Linked DNA regions of Macaca mulatta: region 1 is linked to region 2. The links are chromatin contacts, called in public Hi-C maps. All regions are on one chromosome and are shown on one strand. The core of a region is the stretch at or near the end of the contact, and the rest is flanking DNA. Distances in the headings are between cores, read along the strand shown.

What was found. Hi-C and Micro-C count contacts between places; a contact is called where the count stands out from the background.
Region 1: a Hi-C map of fetal cortex germinal zone shows a contact between it and region 2, with 2.0 times the contacts expected there. The contact joins the promoter of CYTH2 here to the promoter of GRIN2D in region 2. A contact is called at or near these places in 2 of 14 Hi-C or Micro-C datasets (cortical neurons and fetal cortex germinal zone).

Annotation. Positions count from the first base shown.
Region 1 is chr19:60,929,744-60,932,443 of T2T-MMU8v2.0, forward strand. It overlaps CYTH2 (cytohesin 2), which reads left to right and starts at 1,344. Exons shown (of 12, transcript NM_001260891.1): 1 at 1,344-1,612; 2 at 2,435-2,582; 3 at 2,685-2,700. The coding sequence starts at 1,594. LOC106994812 (a long non-coding RNA gene) reads right to left here and starts at 1,827. Exons shown (of 2, transcript XR_013410045.1): 1 at 1,098-1,827.
Region 2 is chr19:60,846,026-60,848,832 of T2T-MMU8v2.0, forward strand. It overlaps GRIN2D (glutamate ionotropic receptor NMDA type subunit 2D), which reads left to right and starts at 1,407. Exons shown (of 14, transcript XM_015124463.3): 1 at 1,407-1,609; 2 at 2,391-2,669.

The DNA.
Region 1 (2,700 bases), core at 94-2,593, 84 kb after region 2:
CCCAGCTACTTGGGAGGCTGAGGCAGGAGAATCGCTTGAACCTTTGGGGGAGGAGGTTGCAGTGGGCTGAGATCATGCCAGATCACTCCAGGCTGGGCAAAAGAGCAAAATTCAGTCTCAAAAAAAAAAAAAAAAAAAAAAAAAAAAGAAGGGCCATAGTATGAGAGGACAAGGGGGGACGTGAGGGGAGCCAGGGAGGAAGAAAAGGCTTCTGAGATGGGAGAAGGAATCAGAGAGGTGGGAGGACGCTGAGGAAAGGGGAGTTGTCTTAGCGGGAGGATGCTTGGGGAAGGGAGGAATCTTAGGAGGATGCTAAGCTAAGGGGAGAAGTTTGGAGAAATGAGGGAGGAGTCTGAGCGGCAGAAGGTACCAGGAAGGCTGAGCCTGTGCTTTCACGAAATTTGATCTTCCCCTCTTCCATTCTCCATGACCGATACCAGATAGCATAGCATTTAGAAAAAAGAGTAAATCTTGGCCAGGCGCGAAGGCTCACGCCTGTAATCCCAACACTTTGGGAGGTCAAGGTGGGTGAATCACTTTAGGTTAGGAATTTGAAACCAGCCTGGCCAACATGGTGAAACCCCGTCTCCATTAAAAATACAAAAATTAGCTGGGCGTGATGGTGCATGCCTGTAATCCCAGCTACTCGGGAGGTTGAGGCAGGAGAATCGCTTGAACCCGGAGGCGGAGGTTGCAGTGAACCGAGATCGCGCAACTGCACTCCAGCTTGGGCGACAGAGCAAGACTCTGTCTCAAAAAAAAAGAAAAAGAAAAAACCTTCCGAAGAAGTCTTTCGTTTCACCACTCCACGACTCCGAAGAGGCTGAGGGGGGTGGGGAGGGCATAGATGGTCGTAAGGAAAGGGTTTGGAGGTAAGAAGGGACTGAGAGGGGAAATACACGGAGAAGAAAAGCAAATAAAAAGGAGGCCGAAGGCTGCTCCCGGTTGCATGGCAACCTCTGCAGTCAGAAGCCAGCATGGCCTGCTAGGAGGTGTGGCTTACGGAAACAAGCCAGTTCTAGCCCCGCCTCCTGGCAACAAGATTAACCAAGTACCGCCCCCTAGCAACGGATTATTGGAGGCGGGGTTCGGTTTACCTAGTCTCCAAATGTCCAGGGCCTTTGAGCAGGCGCAGAGATGTCTGTACCGCGTAGGTCCGCCTCCGCGCAACACCTTTCTGGGGCTTCCCATTGGAGAGCAAGCCTGTCAAGTGCTTTCTGTTGTTTCGGAGGCGGGGCCTGCTGCCCTGCCTGCACTTCGATTGGCCCCGCGGGCCGTCTACCTCTGGCCGGACATACCGACATCAGCTTTTTGTACGACTGTTGGCCCTGGAAGACGATCCTTTGGTGGCGAGGGCGGGGAGGACTAAAGCGCCCACTGTGGATTGGACGGTGTCAAAAAGAGGGGCGGTCCCTACTGAAGGGGCGGTTGGGCGACCAAGGGAGAGTCTTTTCAGCGCTGAGGTCTGGCGCTGAGGAGGCGGCGGTGGCTCCCGGGGCGTTTGAGCGGGCTCACCCGAGCCCGCGGGCCAACGCGGATCCAGGCCCGACCGGCGGGACCGCCCCGGACTCCCCGCGGGCCTTCCTAGCCGCCATGGAGGACGGCGTCTATGGTAGGTCGGGGAGGGGCGGGGTCGGCTGGGAGCTGCTGGAGCGTTTTCTCCTGAACGTTCCGCCGCGAACGTTTCCCCCTGGAGGGCGCAGCCCAGAAGCTTTCGGCCCAGTAGTAGACTTGTCGCGCCGCTTTTGTGGGGCGCTGGACGGGCTTCCGGCGGGGCCCGAAAGCGGGGCGTTCCAGGCCATTGTTTGGGCTGATCCTGTTTCCGGTGGCGGCGGGAGGGGCGGGATGGAGCGGTGGAGGCGAGGCCGGGGCGGAACCATTCCCGCTGGAGGGGCGGGCAAGCCCAGCGTCTGCCGGGGCCGGGGAGGGGCGCTCGGGTTGCGGGGAGGGGAGAAATCTTGGGGGGCGGGGGCCTTCGATGTCCCGCCCCGTCTTCCCAACTCTCCCGAGCTGTCATCAGCTCCCGCGGCCGTAGTGACTGTTCATGGACCCAGGAGTCCGGATAACCAGGTCCCCAGCTACCTCGCCAGTAATGGAGTCAGAAAACCAAGGCCTCAGTCCCCTTCCAAGTAATGGACCTAGAAGCTCAGGCCCCCAACCCTTTCTTCCCTCACACCTAAGAGCTCAGGCACCTATTCCCCTTCTCCTTCAGACTCTGGAATCCGGGCCCCAAGTCCCCTCCTCCCCCCAGGACTCAAGAGTTTAGAGCCCCGGCCCTTCTCTGCACGGAGGAATCCAGGCCCCCAGCGCAGTCTTCTGTGCAGACATGGAAGGCCCTTATGCATCCTCTCCCAGCTCTGTCCGCCCCCAGATTGCAGGAATTCAGGCTCATGGTCCCCAGCACTGACTTTTAAACCGTGACCCCGACCCCTAGAACCCCCAGACCTGACTCCGGAGGAGCGGATGGAGCTGGAGAACATCCGGCGGCGGAAGCAGGAGCTGCTGGTGGAGATTCAGCGCCTGCGGGAGGAGCTCAGTGAAGCCATGAGCGAGGTGGAGGGGCTGGAGGCCAATGAGGGCAGGTGAGGGCTGGGGCGGGTGACCTGGGGGGCGTGGGGTTGACTGAGGCCAGGAATGCCCAGGCATTGACCCCCCATCCCCCACCCTGCTCTCTGCTCCTGCAGTAAGACCTTGCAGCGG
Region 2 (2,807 bases), core at 157-2,656:
CCCAGCCCTCAGACCCAAGAGTCCAGGCCCCAGCCCCTCCTCCCTCAGACCCAAGAGTCCAGGCCCCCAGCCCCTCCTCCCTCAGACCCAGGAGTCCAGACCCCCAGCCCCTCCTCCCTCAGACCCAGGAGTCCAGACCCCCAGCCCCTCCTCCCTCAGACCCAGGAGTCCAGGGCCCCAGCCCCTCCTCCCTGAGACTCAGCAGTCCAGGGCCGCAGCCCTTTTCCCTCCTAGGATGCTGTTCTTTGGAACTTAGGGTCCCACCCCCACCATCTTATGGCTCAAGCTTCCTAACCTTAAGAATCTAGATCTACGGTTTCTTTCTCCCTGTACGACCCACACATTTAGGCCCTGATTCTCTTCTTTTTCAGGAATGTGCACCTCACTCTGCTCTCCCAGACCTTGAGGATGAAGGAAACAGGAACCCCACCCAGGAAGCTCAAGGCTGAAACTCTGACCCAAACTATCTCAGGAGCCCCTGGCCCTGGCTTCCTCCCTGCTCCAGAATTTCTGCCCTGCCCACACACACACACACCCTCTTCCACCCACAGAGGCCCAGCGGTCCTGCCCCATGCTCTACCCTAGAGCCGCACCGGTGGCTTTATAAAAGTGCCGGGCCCAGCCCCCTAGGAGGGGAATAGTGGGCATCTGGGTGTGGGACCCTCGGGGAACAGCCTGTGGTCTGGACTCCTGCGTCTACGAGGAGACAGATGCTGCTTCCCTTCTGGATGATGGGGTACCCACAGGTGATGGAGGCCAGGGTCCCTCAATAAAAGAAGGGGAGCAGGCATGTTGGTTTCTTCAGAGGGTTGGAAGGACTGGGTCCAAGGGGGACATCCACGAGTCTTGGGTCCCTGAAGGTGGCTTGTACTGGGGGAGAGTGGATGACAGAGTCCTTGAAAGAGACTCTGACTTGGAGGCGGGCCCCAAATCCCTGGGTCCCAGTGGAGAGGGGACTCCTGGGTCTGAGGGAGAAGGGACTGGGGGGCGGGACTCCTGGGTCCACGGCGGAGACCTGGTTTGCAGGCCTGGCCTTGTGGGGCAATAAAAGCCACAGATTGGGTCTTAGTATGGCGAACACTGAAGTCAGGGAAAGGCCTCCTGTTTCCAGAGCCTCAAGGCAGGGATGGGGCAGAAGGCAACAACCCCCAGACCTGAAGTCTAGCTCTGAAGCTGATGTCTCCATACCGGGTTCTGAGTCCCTGCTCAGTCCCCAACCCGACTTCTTCCTTCCGTTTTATTTTCAGCCCCTCACTCCCCTGTCCCAGGAGGAAGGCAGAGGCTGGTAGCCGGGGTGGGGGGCGGCCCCCTCCCCAAGCCTAGCAGGAGGAGGGGTCCCCAGGGAGGCCAGGAGGGGGGGCTGTGGGTCTCCCGGCAGTGGCGGACGGGGACTGAATGTTAATCGCATCCCGAGTGAGTGTGTGTGTGCGAGAACACAGCAAGTGTGTGAGTCCCTCCCGCTCCGGCTCCTCCAAGCAGCGGCCGCCGCCGCCACCCTCGCCCGCAGCCTCCCGCAGCCTCCCTCGGCCACCGGTGCCCTGCTGGGGGGTGTCGCCTGGGTGGGTCCGCCTGGCCCCCAGGGGTCTCTTGAGCGTCTGCCATCTGCCCGGTGAGGATCTGTATGTCCGGGTGTCTGAGGCTGGCTGGTGGAGGGGGGGTGTGTCTGTAAGCGCTGCGGCGGTGGAGGGAGGGAGGGGTCTGTCTGTCTATACCGACCCTGAGCCGCCTGCCTGGGTGTCATGGGGCCCCCACTCCTTCCCCCCGGCCCCCCCAAAGCCAGATGGATGGTGTGTACCTGGGTTCTGTGCCTCCTGCCTGCGTCCGGCCAGGCGTCTGGGCGTCCCCGGCTGCCTGTGTCCTCCTGTCTGTCCAAACAGCCCCTATTGGCAGTGGCAGCCTGGCCCCCATTAGACCCCCCACTCTGTGTGTGTGTGTCTGTGTGTGTCCCTCCTCAAGCTCTGGGGGTGTTGGGGAATCCCAGGGAAGTGAGGTCGTGCATGTGTGCGTGTGTGTGTTTCTGCCTGTGTTTGAGAGTGGGGGTATCTGGGGGGGTCTGGAGGTGGCCAAGCGAGGAAGGGAAAAGCAGTTCCCTAAGCAGGCAATCTCCCGCTCCTCACACACACACACACACTAGCCACCAGCTTCAGAGGTGACCCAGACAGACAGACAGACACAGACGCTGGAAGGGGGGGTGGGGGGGCTGAGGGCACAAAGCGGGGGTGCGAGTGAGCCAGGGAGAGGCGGGACTGGACACATGGAAAGGGGGGAGGAGCCGGGGCTGAAGCGGCAGAGGGGGGCACCCCGGGTGGGCGGAGGGGGGATCCCCACGGGGTCGGGGCAGCAAGAGGACACCCCGACAGCCTCCGCAATGTCCGGGGCCCAACTTCCAGAGCAACATGTGTAGCCACGTCCTCGCCTAGTCCAGGTGGCCGCAACCTTGGGGGAGAGACAGGGCAGGACAGGACCAAGGAAGAGGAAGGAGAGACGGAGCCAGGGACAGACAGGAGGTCTGGGCTGCCGCTGCTGCCGCCACCACCACTGCTGCCGCCCCGGGGCCTGCCCCCCGACATCGGCTCTCTGAGCCCTCCTCGGAATCTTGGGGTCACTGGACACCGGGTTCCGGTCCTGGCCCCCCCACCATCCCCCCAACAGAACAGGGTCATGAAAAGGTAAGGCGGGGACAGGGGATGCAGGGGTGGTGGTGGGAAATGTGGACCCCCAAATCTAGGACAGGGGAAGTTGGCCAGGAGCCTCTTGGAGGGAGGGGGGTTGAATGGTGGGCAGGGGTCTTGACCCCCACCTAGCTC